4 separate regions of the Mus musculus genome follow, and all the other regions are linked to region 1. Evidence: chromatin contacts called from public HiChIP or PLAC-seq and promoter capture Hi-C data. All regions are on one chromosome and are shown on one strand. Each heading gives the region's core, a stretch centred on a gene start, on an enhancer-like site or on the middle of the called end of the contact. The rest is flanking DNA. Distances are from core to core; before and after follow the strand shown.

The links. Promoter capture Hi-C pulls out the DNA fragments that hold promoters and counts their contacts. HiChIP or PLAC-seq counts read pairs in DNA pulled down with a chosen protein or histone mark.
Region 2: a contact with region 1 is called in a promoter capture Hi-C map of hippocampal neurons, with 10 times the contacts expected there. The contact joins the enhancer-like site here to the promoter of Dpys in region 1. A contact is called at or near these places in 14 of 39 promoter capture datasets (the 3T3-L1 cell line, 3T3-L1-derived adipocytes, the C10 cell line and 8 more), 2 of 15 datasets of contacts at CTCF or cohesin (large pre-B cells and pro-B cells), 33 of 484 Hi-C or Micro-C datasets (B cells, the C2C12 cell line, the F1.1 cell line and 22 more), 2 of 115 datasets of contacts at active chromatin or transcription factors (astrocytes and embryonic forebrain) and 2 of 9 other capture datasets (embryonic stem cells and liver).
Region 3: a promoter capture Hi-C map of hippocampal neurons shows a contact between it and region 1, with 3 times the contacts expected there. The contact joins the enhancer-like site here to the promoter of Dpys in region 1. A contact is called at or near these places in 2 of 39 promoter capture datasets (hippocampal neurons and liver), 1 of 15 datasets of contacts at CTCF or cohesin (stem cell-derived epiblast-like cells) and 4 of 484 Hi-C or Micro-C datasets (cerebellum, cortical neurons and embryonic stem cells).
Region 4: a contact with region 1 is called in an H3K27ac HiChIP or PLAC-seq map of embryonic stem cells, with 7 times the contacts expected there. The contact joins the enhancer-like site here to the promoter of Dpys in region 1. A contact is called at or near these places in 6 of 39 promoter capture datasets (the C10 cell line, embryonic stem cells, hippocampal neurons and 2 more), 5 of 484 Hi-C or Micro-C datasets (the AtT-20 cell line, the N1E-115 cell line, cerebral cortex and 1 more), 2 of 115 datasets of contacts at active chromatin or transcription factors (astrocytes and embryonic stem cells) and 1 of 9 other capture datasets (embryonic stem cells).

The regions. Positions count from the first base shown.
Region 1 is chr15:39,855,651-39,858,957 of GRCm38.p6, reverse strand. It overlaps Dpys (dihydropyrimidinase), which reads left to right and starts at 1,488. Exons shown (of 10, transcript NM_001164466.1): 1 at 1,488-1,859. The coding sequence starts at 1,596.
Region 2 is chr15:41,081,020-41,084,326 of GRCm38.p6, reverse strand. The region is part of intron 5 of Zfpm2 (zinc finger protein, multitype 2); the gene reads right to left. Among named protein-coding and RNA genes, the nearest start is that of Gm46502, 91 kb to the left of the region's middle. Within about 2 kb of position 1,661, at least 7 of the 459 cell types and tissues checked have an H3K27ac peak or open chromatin away from gene starts, as enhancers often do. A contact at or near this core is called in cerebellum, embryonic forebrain and hippocampal neurons, where this site is marked.
Region 3 is chr15:38,681,132-38,684,438 of GRCm38.p6, reverse strand. Atp6v1c1 (ATPase, H+ transporting, lysosomal V1 subunit C1) reads right to left here. Exons shown (of 13, transcript NM_025494.3): 7 at 3,274-3,307; 8 at 1,430-1,498. Among named protein-coding and RNA genes, the nearest start is that of Atp6v1c1, 21 kb to the right of the region's middle. Within about 2 kb of position 1,683, at least 21 of the 459 cell types and tissues checked have an H3K27ac peak or open chromatin away from gene starts, as enhancers often do. A contact at or near this core is called in hippocampal neurons and liver, where this site is marked.
Region 4 is chr15:38,708,719-38,712,025 of GRCm38.p6, reverse strand. No RefSeq gene overlaps it. Among named protein-coding and RNA genes, the nearest start is that of Gm45924, 18 kb to the left of the region's middle. Within about 2 kb of position 1,610, at least 264 of the 459 cell types and tissues checked have an H3K27ac peak or open chromatin away from gene starts, as enhancers often do. A contact at or near this core is called in the N1E-115 cell line, astrocytes, cerebral cortex and 2 more, where this site is marked.

The DNA.
Region 1 (3,307 bases), core at 239-2,738:
AGGACGAGGAGGACAGGGAGGACGGGGAGGACGAGGAGGACAGGGAGGACGGGGAGGACGAGGAGGACAGGGAGGACGGGGAGGACGGGGAGGACGGGGCCCTGAAGTGTCCTGCCCAAGCTTCATAGAGTTCATGCCAAAGCCAGAGTTTGACTTCCAATCCCAAGTCCGCATCTGTTTTCCTTCCACCCCTCAGTCTGCCTGTTCCCCCAAACTCCACACCCATCACCCATCCAGGCAGAAGCTCATTAGCAGGCTGGAGTGTTCTTTCCCACCACAGGGTCCCCCGGGGACCTAGAGTGTCTGCAGAAACAATGGCGTTTGGAGGCCAAGCTCCCCAGTGAGCATGCTTGTCCAGGCTTCTGACCCGAAGGTGTTGAGTAGGGACAGTGACTCCACCAGGGGACAGTCTTCCTAGTCTGGTAGCCTGCATTTTTCTTAAAGCTTACTCTCTTTTCTGCTCTATTTCTGCCTGCGAATCTCAGTGAGCCATTTCCTTCCCCTTCGCAGATACCTGGCAAGCCCCTCTTCTGCTAGAACTTTGAGTTAATTAAATGTGGGAAGTTTGTTCTGTGTTGTGTCATGATATAAAGTGTCCAAGATAAAGAAACCTTTGCAGTCGCTCATCCGGGCAGTTTCAGAGAGAGCCCCAGTGGCAGCAGGGACATCCAATCTCATGCTCCTGGTGGTGTTGACTTGCAAGCCTGTAGGAGTTTCATTGTGTATATAATTACCCCTTTCACAGTTGCACAAAGGTCCCTTGACAATAATTATATAACCTTCCTGAGGTTTTGGTGTTTTTCTTCCTGGCCTGACAGCCAAATCCATGGGTCTTTAGATTATCGGTGCGTTCTAATTTTTAATCGTTTTGAGGTGTGGATAGTCTGATGCATCAGGAAATTCGACACAAGCATCTCTCAAGTGACGCTAGATCACATCAAATTGAGAATGAAGATTAGCCATCATGCCGCCCTTGATTACCCCTCAAGCCTTCTCTCAGGCAGCTCCTTGTCTGCCAGCTTCCCTTGTAAGAGCCTGTCTCCCTGCTCAGCACATCTTCTCTGCTTATCCATCTGGAGACCAGAATCCCACACATGCCAGCACAACCTGCCAATCACAGAGACTGCAGTGGTTTGCTCTTGATTTTGAGTCAAGTGTGTTTGTTTTGAGGTGTTATTGTTGCTGGTGCTGTGCAGGTTCCTTCTGTCTTTTGGTGTAGACATTGTTCACCAAGGAACCAAGTGAATTTCTTTCTTTCACTAAAGTATCTTTGCCTCTAGGGAGGCAAGCCCCTGACTGCAGCTTTCAAATTCCAAGACCCCTCCCCTCTGTGGACTCATAAACTCAGTGGACACCCCGACTTATTGTAACTGGATGCTAGGGGTTGTGCTTAAGGGTTTGTCCAGGTCTGCGGCAGGGCAGCCCTGCCCTGAGGTGGAGCTACATCTCTGTCCTGCATTTAAATAAACCCTTGTACCTCACCTGCCACCAGAGATCTGCCCGCCTTCAGCCCAGCGGGAGAGGGAGTTCTGGCACAGTTCGTGGAGAGCTTAAAGGAAAGCCAACTTTGTTCGCAGTCCCCAGCGCCCTGGACCATGGCACCACAGGGACGACTTCTCATCCGCGGGGGTCGCATTGTCAATGACGACTTCTCACAGGTGGCCGATGTGCTAGTGGAGGACGGCGTGGTGCGGGCGCTGGGACGGGACCTGCTGCCTCCTGAGGACGCATCTCGGGGGCTGCGAATCCTAGATGCAGCGGGCAAGCTCGTCCTGCCCGGGGGCATCGACACGCACACGCACATGCAATTCCCGTTCATGGGCTCGCAGTCAGTGGACGACTTCTACCAGGGCACCAAGGTACCCAAACCACAGACCTATAATCTGGGGTCTCTAGCGGCTCCACCTCGTCCGCTCCTGCGCAGTAGTAGGGACTGAGGTGGAGTGAGACACTTGAGCTAGCTGTGGGCACAAAAGGACGCCCATCTCGGGTGAAGATACTGTATGCCGTGCTCTGTGGCCCCTCTGCTCTTCCTTTTGGGTTGTTTGGCACTCTGGAGGCCATCTCTTCCCTTTGCCTTCTTTTCTCTAGGCACCACCTCCTGGTGTCTGTAATTCTCTTTTGTCATGATAATCCGTGGGGGGTTGCAAAGCCGCTATACTGTCTATACAATTGGCTTGTTTGTTTTTCAAAATTGACCTTTGCGGCCTTTTCTCCCAGTTCTCCAGCCAACAAGCGAAAACTCCATTTACCTAGAGGATACTGCTGTGACTAGTGAGGCCTGGGTGAGTGGAAGCCACACAGAGATAGTCCACACTGGACGGAGCCCAGCCCTGTAGAAGTAAGATAGCCTGTCCAGGAGTTCCCTCCAGCCTTCACTCACACCAAGGTGACCTCTCCAAGCCCTTTTGCTACCTGCTTGCTCCAGGCAACAGTACCTGCCCGCTTTTAGTGATGTAAGCAGCCAGATCTAGACTGCAGAAGACGATGTCCTGGTCTTTGTCTAAGCGAAGACCAATGAAAGTTTTGGCCAAGGTTTCCTTGGAGCGTCTGAACCCACCATGGGATTGTCAAGGCAGCTTTATAGGAAACTGAAAACGTATCCCCCAAGCCTAGGCTGAAGATGTCAAATCCACAACATTTTTAAGTCTTGCCTCAAAGCCGCTTTGAGAGAAGAGGCTTCTTGCAAAGGGGAGGAGATACACTGATTTCAAGGCCAAGGTTGTTCAGGGGATTCCTCTCAGGACTGTGTCTAAACGCATCCAGCCGCAGAGGCCTGGTAAAGACCAACGGGCTCTCAGAGCAGTCCACACGTTGTTTATTTCACGTACTTACCTGGCTTCAAACCCTCCACCCTCCTCACACCCGCCCTGCCAACTGCCCCCGTCCTCCACGACCACACAGAACAGTTAACAGAAAGGAGAAAGGCAGGCAGTTTTGACCCAGAGAGAAGGGTCCAGGACACGCTGCCTAGTGCAACATTTGGAATGCTTCTTCCTAGTTACTCATTACCAGTGTCTATCATTGTGCTAATAAACATCATCGTCTGCAGGACAAACTATTGTCCCTTTCAAAACTAAAGTACTGTGCTATGAATCTATCTCTTTTTTACAAAATGTTAGGAACACATTTTTGTATTTGGGATGAATCTGTCAGTGATTGGAACAATCCACAATTGTAGAAAGAAGAAAAGTCTCGCCAAGCACCTTCTCCACACGCCCCGGTCTTTTGGTCAGTTCCCTCACGCTTCTTAATTTTGAATACTGTACATTCTTGACATCATTTGGGGCATACGTGTGTAGGACTG
Region 2 (3,307 bases), core at 412-2,911, 1.2 Mb before region 1:
ACATGCTATAAATAAGCTATACACCAATTGAGGCCCTGTTTATATAGGGCTTTTTGTACTATGTCAGTATTTAGAGGATTTGGAGCATTATCTTTGGCTATGAAACCTGGCTCATGACCAGTCTCTGCCTCTCTATTAACTTAGTTAAGTTTTCCTCAAATACCAGGGGATAACACATACAAACAGTAAATATACATAGGAATGATCATTTAAGAAATTATTTCATGCAGTTGTTTATGGGAATATTTTTGTTTCGACAGGACCCACAAAACTCACTTCGTTAAGCTGCAAAGCAAAACTAAATAGAGATGAGCTGTCAGTTGGCTTCTCAGACATCACATGAATGTTCTTCGACGAATAGTCTGAACACTTGAGGTTACAAATTACTATGGCCATATGCACCACACAGACCCCTTGTAAAATGCTAGTGAGACTCTTTCATAAGCACGCTAAACTGTAGCATCTTCAAGAAACACTTTTTTTTTTTTTTTTTGCACAGTAAACCAACTTCTCAGATCACAGGACTTGTCATTCTAAATATCAGAGGTTTTTATCACTTAGCATAAACTCATCAGGAAATACTGGTCCGAATGGAGTTCAGAAACAAAGAAATGTGGTCATTTTTCTTATTTCAAAGGAATTAGCTGTAAGAAATCAGAAGCACTGCCGCCTTAGGTAGTTTCTGTGACAGGAGGCTACGTAACGCTCCGCTCCGTGCTTGCTAACTCGTGTTCTCCCCGAAGGCTTTCCTTGGCTTCCTCTTGTAAAGGATTCTCACTAGATCTTTTCACTCTGGAATGGAATTCACTCTACTTGTTTGCTCGCTCTTCTCTCTCTCTCTCTCTCTCTCTCTCTCTCTCTCTCTCTCTCTCTCTCTCTCTCTCCCTCTCCCTCTCTCTCTCTCCTCTCCCCTCTCCCCTCTCTCCCTCTCTCCCTCCCTCTCTATCTATCTATTCTTTCCTTTAAGAAAGTGTTTCTTATGGAGATTTCCTTTTTCTTCTTCTAGGAAGTATGTAGAGCCCCTTTCAGAAAATTGAACTGAGTAATTAAGCTCAGATTCTGATTCCTGTTGAAGTGTACGGGCAGAAAGTTTTGCCCTGTAAACAAAAATGGATTCAGAATTTTCTGAAAACATTGTGAACTAAGGGTTTAGAAGATATAAGACTCAGCAATGAAGCAAAGACATTTGTATGAATTTTTTTCATTTATTTATTATTAATTTATTTATTCACTTTACATCCAGATTGCAGTCCCCCATCAGTCCCACCCTCACAAACCCATCCCTTCATTACCCCCTCCCCTTCTCCTCAGAGAAGGAGAAGTCCACCGTGAGTACTAACCTGTCCTGGCACATCATGTTGCACCAGGACTAAATGCACTCACTCCCATCGAGGCCAGTCAAGGCAGCCTAGCTAGGGTAAGGGGGCCCAAAGGCGGAGCAAAAGGATTCTTATAGTCTTTAGCATTCCTGGGGTGTGGACTGTGTTTCCTAAGGTCTGCTATGGTTGGACTCTGCAGCAACTTACACCAGCACATGATGTCAGCCATCAGACTAAATAGTCCTGGCCATCCAGATTTCAAAGGACCAGTCAAGGGGTGACATTGCACTGAAAGAGCAAGCTGTCAAGAATTTTACCCGCTGCTGATAAACTGATTATAGAGCTGCTTAAGACTCTGCTTGTAAACAAAAGCATTTATCAACTAATAATTTGCAATAAACTCATGCAACTCCCAGCTGAGCCCCTAACTGTAATTGTCTTTACCATCTGCCTATTAAAATACCATTCTTCATCAGCAATCAGGAGCAGAAGGGAGGAAATCTCCACCAAAATACACAACTTGCAAGCTTATGAATAATCGGAGTGCATTCTGCACTTTCATTTCTGACTTGTGTGTTGGGTGTTCTTAATTTAAATTCTTGCCCAGCCTGGGAGGCTCAGAAATCAGGTGGAGGGGAAAAGAGGAGGGGAGGGGGAACTGACACACTGTGCCTGCTGCTCTGCAGAGGCATAAATTATACAAGTTCATCATAGGAGGCTGTTTTTAATTTCTTTTTCCCTCTTTCCATTTCTCTGTGTAATATGCATTGCAGGATCACAATGAAGCTCCCTTAAGCACCAGGCTAGAAATGAGCCTCTCAGTGCCTCTGTCAACTTGTCCATTTCTATTAGACTTCTTTGTTTTGCCTTTCTATTTATTTATTTTTTTAATTCCCAGAAAGTAATCGATTTTTCTCTAGGGAGCTAGATCAAAAGTGTGACACCAGTGGATGAGGTGAAAGACTGGCATCCCCTGCAGCAACTGGTCAGATCCCTGGAACAGAAATGCCAGCATTTGGCAGGAACCTGAGTTTTCAGCCTTGATTTGCAATCACTCAGAGATACTGCCCAGTTACAGCTCTCGTTGTGTCCTGTGTCCTGTGTGCTAGGAGATGTCCTGTACACGTCACCTCTGAGAGATGGGCTTCAGCATCAGCCACATGAAGCACTCAGAACTCCCCTAAGTGATGATCTTAAGAGATCTGTGGGCAAAAGCAGCCAGGAGAGGGGATTGCATCTTTCTGCAAGCCATCTTTAGTCAACATATTCCATACCTTGGTAAAGTTTATTAGCTTTTAAATATATTTACCCAAATGTTCTCCTAACAAAACATGATACTTATCAAAAAAAAAAAAATCCCAACAACCATACAGTATTAAGCAATCTGTGATGCTTGGAAAATTAAAAATTATAAGTACTATGCATTATTTTCATGCTCTTTTGTTGCCCAGAGCATGTTTCCTGTTTCAGTGTTTCTCTCTTCTCAGGGAGCATTTTATCTGTCCATAAAAGCTCAGTAATTCTGAAGGAGATCATGGGTCGAATGTGTCCTACAGTAAACAATGGCTATCATTTGTAATTAGGGTTCAAGTTCTAAAGATGACAATGTGTGTTGGGTTTTCTTATTGCAACATATAATTTTAAATTAATGTTTATGCTTTTATTTCACTTTATATGAGCTTTCCTTTGAGTAATTATTTTTCTTTACAATCAACTGTTAAATATAACGGAACTAATAATTTCCCGCTGTGGAAAAATGACAATGGCGTGCATGCACCTGTTTTTTACTCTATCTGGTTTGGCAAACAAAGTTAATGGGAAACAGGGATTCTAACTTTCTTCCCGGGCTGGGGAGGACCGGAAGTGTAGGCAGAACTGCGTGAGATTCTGTTGCTTTAGCATTGGAAACATGAAATATTTGAACAAAGCCTTGTTATCAATTTCAAGTAACACAAAAATCATCCATGATGCTAATAGTGCGATGTACA
Region 3 (3,307 bases), core at 434-2,933, 1.2 Mb after region 1:
ATTATTAAAGTGATTAGCAAACAACCTAACTCTCTGAAATGGTATAAAGTCCTTTCAAAATCAGAGCTTATTCACTAACTTATGCAGTCCCCCACCCAACCCCGAAGCCTGACTTCTACATGTCTACCACTAGAGGACACTGTGCACTGAGCCTCACCCTCCTCCTGGATACCTGCTTCCAGAATACTGTGTTGACCTCTGAGCTCAAATGATGTAGAGAAGTTACTACTGGTCAGGATCGACGGCCCAAATGAGACTGCATGTTAAGATACAACCACTGTCTTCAGTTTGCCATGTGAAGAGTTGGCTTTAATAAAGGGTATTACTCCAAATACAGGGGGAAAATCACAATGAGCTCAGATTTGTGACTTATTTCTCAATACTTGTCAAATGTCAACGATACCTTATGTTTTATATACTCTATCACGTCTTAAACTAACTTCCTAACTTCTTTGACATTTGAGAAAAGACAGTGGGACCCAAAAGTTCAAAGACATACCCAGGCAAGCTAGAAGAAGAACCATCAATAGGGTCCATGATTTTCCATTATACCAAACTAACTCCTGTATGGCACAATGAGCTGGAAAAGAAAGTACTTCTGGCCTGAGCTTACGAAGTTCACTTTCTCACTGTCTTTGATACCTTCTCTTTAACAAGGCATGTCATGCAGCAATAACTGGCCACAGACTGGTGATATAGGTCACAAGCTACAAAACCATTGTCAACCCTGCCTTGCCTTGCCATTGGGCACTTGGAAACCATATGCTTTAGACCACCTAAACACAGCCTCCTATCCTATGTAGAAATTAGCTGGCTAAAGTGCCTCACAGCACTGCTGTAACTAATAAATAGACAATGCACATTAAACTCATAACTCAAAATGCTTACTAAAAAGGCAAGCATTCTGTGGCTTTTTAAAGACTATACAGATCTGGCCCCATCATCTACTCAAACAAAATTTGAAGGTTCACACATTCCAGGAGCTACCTGATATGACTCCTTTGCTAGGTAAATGAAGACTTAGTTCCTAGAGGAGACACAGCAACAGCGGATGGAAGCTTCAAGGAGGCAACAAGATGTAGCAGAAGCCCCATAGCTGGCCCTGGCCAAGCTCCTTAAACCCATGGCTGGCCCTGGCCCTGGCCCTGGCTCTGGCCCTGGCATCATCTTCCCGGTAAGTGTGGCTCTGGCCTCACCTTATAGTCCTCACACCTCCATCTATGAAAATGAGGGGTCAAGCCAGGTATGCCACTCCCTTCTAGATATGAAATGGTGATAACTAGAGTTGACAATTTATGAAGTAAAAACAAGGGCTCTAAAATTACAGATTTACTGCAAAGGAAACACAGACCACAAAGAGATTTCCTAATCCCACAAGCTGTTGGAAGACTTGTAGGAAACAAAGCACTGTTGCAAGATGGCTACTTACTTGCTTGACCTTGGTACTACCATTTCTGCGAGCGTTTCATACTGCTTAATCCAGTCATTGTGGTTCAGCCTGCAGAAAGGACACAGTAAACATCAGGAAGGACAGACAAGTCCCATTTCTGCCATGTCCAGGAAGAGAAAACATGGGACACATGGGAAATGTGGCTCCAATAAAGCACATCATATGTGTAGCAAAACATCAGTCTCCTACTGAGGGCGCCTCACAAACACGGAATGAAGCAAGAAGTCTGGACTGCCTCCCGCACAGCCAGGGACTGTTGCGACAGAGGCACAGCTTGGCTTGTTAACGTGGCAAAGCACAGTACAGATTCTACATTATTTTTAAACTGCATGGCTGGAAAACATTAATTTATACCTCATTTAAAAAAACAGAAGAGGCCATGGGAAATTACTACCATTTGGTGGCCATTACAAAAGGCTAACTAAAACCCTATTTTACAGAAAGCAGGGCGTACCTCAGGAAGTAGCGAGGACACAGTAACAATAAAGGAGACTGCCTCAGAACACTGTGCAACAGCTTTCTGGAAAGGCCACTGGCTTTGGGGGTGTGGAGAGATAAGTATGTGTGATTTACAGTAAAGGTTGGTAGACACAGGTAGCTGACTATGTAAAGTGATCTACAGGGGCTCTTGTTTACATCTTATGGTACAAAAAGCTGAAATTTTCTCAACACAATTTTAAAATAAAGCCAAGTAAGAAAAATATGGGCAAATATAAATAGGATTTTAAAATAAATATCATGTTCCAATGTTCTGGGAACAACTGTGCAAGAAAAGCATGGAGCAAAGCTTTGCACCCTGGGCACAGTGATGTATGTGTGCCTGTGACTCCAGTACTTGGGAAGTGAAGGCAGGAGCAGGGCAAGCCCCAAGCCAGTCAGACCATAGTGCCAGTTCAAGGACAGCCCTAAAGAAAAAAAAAACCAGAAAAATCCAAAAGCCTACACTCTGAGGAGAAATGCTCCAGTCAGGTACCATTAGGGAAACTGATTCCCTTACTATTCCTCTCCATCCTCCTCCAGGAGCCAGTGTTTCTCTTTTATTCCCAATTCCCTAACCAGATAAAATACAGAACAAAGAAGGTAGGCTTCATGCAGTGATATTCTAAAAAAACAATGCAGCCTGTCTCAGCTTAGAATCCCCAGAGATGTCAGCAGTGCAGGACCTGAGGCCACTGAACGTGTCTCTCCAACACAGGCTTTTACGCCCTTCTTTTGAAACAGGGCCTTACCATGTATCTGGCTGGCCTGGAATCTCTTGTGCAGCCTAGGCTAGCCTCAGCTCACAGAGATCTGTCTGCCTCAGCCTGCCCACTGCTGGGATTAAAGGTGTATGCCACACTGTGCAAGCCACCCACTCAGTTCTACTCTTTACTTTCTACTCTTTAGATTCTCCAAAACTACACATTGAGCAAACATTCATACAGAAGTCAAAGGGAGACCTCAAAGGGTTATTAGATCCAAAGGTGAGCAAACTATGTGCATTTGTGTTAGTAAGCACAGTGCTTTTACTTCGCCTGTTCACAGACTCTGCGGCTGCTTCAGCTCTAACAACCAATTGCCACGGTAAAGCACAGCAGTTGTTAAGAGTGGCAAAGCCAAAAAGACTGCCCAGCCCTTTATAGGGAAAAAACACATTCTTCACTTTCTGGGGTCTTTCTGTTGTTTTTTTTCCGAGACAGGGTTTTCTCTGTGTAGCCCTGGCTGTCCTGGCACTCACTCTGTAGACCAGGCTGGCCTCGAACTCACAGACATCCACCTGCCTCTGCCTCCCCAGTGCTGGCATTAAAGGTGAGTGCCACTATGGACTCTTGAAACAGACATACTTGGGAACTACCACCAGCAATGTGACAAGATACT
Region 4 (3,307 bases), core at 361-2,860, 1.1 Mb after region 1:
CTGTGGTGCATGCCTTTAGTTCCAGTACTCACAAGGCAGAGGCAGGAAGGAGAATTGCTCTAAGTTTTAGGCCGGCCTGTTCTACCTAGGAGTCCTGGCCAGTGACATGGTCTAGAGAAAGAAAAAAAAAAAAAAAGAAGGTAGGCATGATGGCACATAGCTATAAAACAGAAGAGGAGGTGGGAAGAACTGGAGAGCAAGACCAACCTGGGCTGCTGATTGAGCTTAAGACCATCCTGAAAGACAGGCAGGCAGGCAGACAGACAGACAGACAGACAGACAGACAGACAGACAGATTTTTTTCATATTAACTAAAAGAATGTAGGCCAGGATAGATGGCTCAGCAGTTAAGAGCATAGGCTGCTCTTGTAGGGTTTGATTCCCAGTACCCATATCAGGCCACTCATAATTGTCTATAACTGCAGCTCTGAGGGTCCCACACTTTTTTCAGGCCTCTGCCAGTTTAAGAGACATTTCCAAGAGCTGACAAAATGGTAATAGGGTCTCCAAGGATTTATGTACATTTCTAAGAAGGAAAAATTTACAGTTTTGAGTTTTCTAACATAAATGTTCAAAGAAACAGAAAGAAAAGGAGAAGGGAGAGAGGGCGTTTTTCTTCCTGGTGTGGAACTTGAGGCGCCTGTGTGTGTTGCTGCTGTAGATATTCACCACCACACACAACTCTTGTTTTCAGCAAGATCCGAACCTTATTTTTAATTCCAGACTTCAATGGTTTGTTGGGTGGCGGCCGTGGGGCTAGAATCCAGAGCATCAAGCACAATGAGCCTTGCCCCAGCCCACTCCAAATGCTTCTCAATACAGTGCCCATTAAAGAAAACCTCCAGGTTCCAGCTCTCCAGTAGGAGCCCCAGACTTCGGCATAGATGAGGGGTGAAGCGGAAGCCTCCAACCATTGCAGCCATTGGCTCCTGCGGTGCACTCTGGCCACACTTGGCATCTCTATTCCAACACAGCCCTAAGACAAACTCATGTTTATTCATGAGAAGGCGGCTCCTAGGAAGCTACCCTTCCCTTCCTCCCACTGCTAACTGTTGCTAAGGTCACTACAATCCTTCACAAGCCCCAGAGAAGTCCTTAATTGACCCCTTACCTCTGAAGGCACCCGAGGTCAGGAAGGACACAAGACTGCCTTGGTGACAGGCACTGTTTCAGTCACTCATTAGCTCCAAACATCGGCCATGACCCACACTTCTTAGCTAAGCTGATTTTCCTGTTGTTCTGTCTGAAAAGACATCTGTAAATGGCTCTATTTAAGCATTGCAGTTTCTTTCTCTCAAAAATGCTACCAAGCTCCACATGTTTTTAACTGCAATTGGGTGGCTTCCCTTTCTAATTAACTCAAGTGGCCTCTTCCTGATAATGGTGGCTATAATTATGCAGCACTTAACTCCTGGAGGACTGTTTTACAATTGGAGGACAGACGGACAAGGTGACCTTTTCCACCCTTGTTTTTCTGTGCTTGCTTCTGAGGAAGAGGAAGGCATTACTCTCCACATGCAAAATGGTTTGCACGGTTCAGAGGGACAGCCTGTGAGGCGCCCGCCCGCCCCTGTTCCCTTTATTCTCTTCCTGCGGTGCTCAGTAGCTGAGTCAGTGGGGTCAGGGCTATTGCGCACGTCTTTGGTGATGTGAGACACTGTGGGAGGAGGGACATGGTGATACTGTCATTATTGAAAATCACTTCCACCCACCAGCTGAGTCACTGGGACGTCACTACTTAGGATTCTGCATCAGTCTCAAAAATATCCCTCTGCAGAGCTTTCCTCTCTGCGGGGCCTGCCTGCTGCTCCGCTCTGAGGAAAATGCTGGTCTCCACAGAAAGCCCTGCGTCTGCACTGCCACGCCCATACGGTGCTGCCCTGCCCACCAGTGCAACACCAGACCTGTCCTATATGAGTTCTGACGGAGGCCAAGCAAATAACCTGAACTTTGCACGAAGATTCGAGGAGGCTGAAGAAGACCTCATTCATCTAAGAAAAGAAGCCAGGCGTAGAATCTAAGTTCCCTCCCTCTCAGCCTTGCTCTGAACTATAACAGAGGGGTAAAGACCTGGAGTCTGAAATAAGGATCTCTCCCCGAAATCCCATCAGTGGTAACATAGCACTCTGCTGAAATGACTGGGTTGCCTTCACTCAACCGCAGACTTCAGAACAAACTAGAGTGCCCCGCCCCCAGACCTTTTTTCTTGTTTTCAGATCACGAGTAATAATCACTCCCAGCTCCTCCAAGTTCAGACCGAGAGCTTTCCTACAAACGCTTGGCTGCTTTCCAGACCACCACTGAGAGTCCAGAAGGAAAAGTAATTTGCCACATGGTGAGGTGGTAGGGACGGGTGGTTAAGGTCTCAACTTTGGAGCCAGACAGACTGGAGGAAGACTGATAGGCGCGCCATTGGGCGTGGGGGGAGATAGGGCATGGGGAAGAGCTGACTAGGTTCTCAGTTTCCAGCCACCATTATCACCACGGGGCTGTTCTGAGGATTAAATGAGATGATGACCAAAGCACTCAGTGTAGGGTGACATTTACCAAACCCTCTGCAAAGGTCACAGCTGCTACTGTGAATTTAGGATAATTACCCCCCAGTCTCGTGCCTGGCAGTGGCTGACCCTGGTCAGATACTGTGAATGCTGGGTCTGGTCTCACTTTTGAAGACTTTTCTGTAATGGCTTTTGTGCAGGAGAGTCCTGGGTCTGAAGCCACTGAGTTACACTCTCAGGCCTAGGCAGGTTTTTTTTTTTTTCCCCTCCAAAAATAAATTATTTAAGTTTTAATAATTATTTAAATATATGTTAAATTTAAAATATGGTATTCTATTTTTGAGCAGTTTTTAGAATCATGTTGGCATAGCAAATCTTTACTGGAAAAAAAAAATTTTTTTTCTTTTATCGTATGAGTGAATAGAGCCCCCTACTGTTTGGATAGTCTGACCTGTCTGGGTTTTGATTTTTAGTTTGTTGTTGTGGAGTTTGCGCTTGATTCATTCAATTTGCAAACTCTTGAGCCCCTTCTAGAAGGGTCTGTGAGGCTCAGAGAATTGGTTAATACATCTACTAAGCACAGCCCTGAGAACGTGGGGACACCTGCCTCTCCCCTGAGAACTTGGGGACACCTGCCTCTCCCCTGAGAACTTGGGGACACCTGCCTCTCCCCCTGAGAACGTGGGGACACCTGCCTCTCCCCTGAGATCGTGGGGACACCTGCCTCTCCCCTGAGAACGTGGGGACACCTGCCTCTCCCCTGAGAACGTAGGGTCACCTGCCTCTCCAAGGTTAAAAGCCGGTGAGAA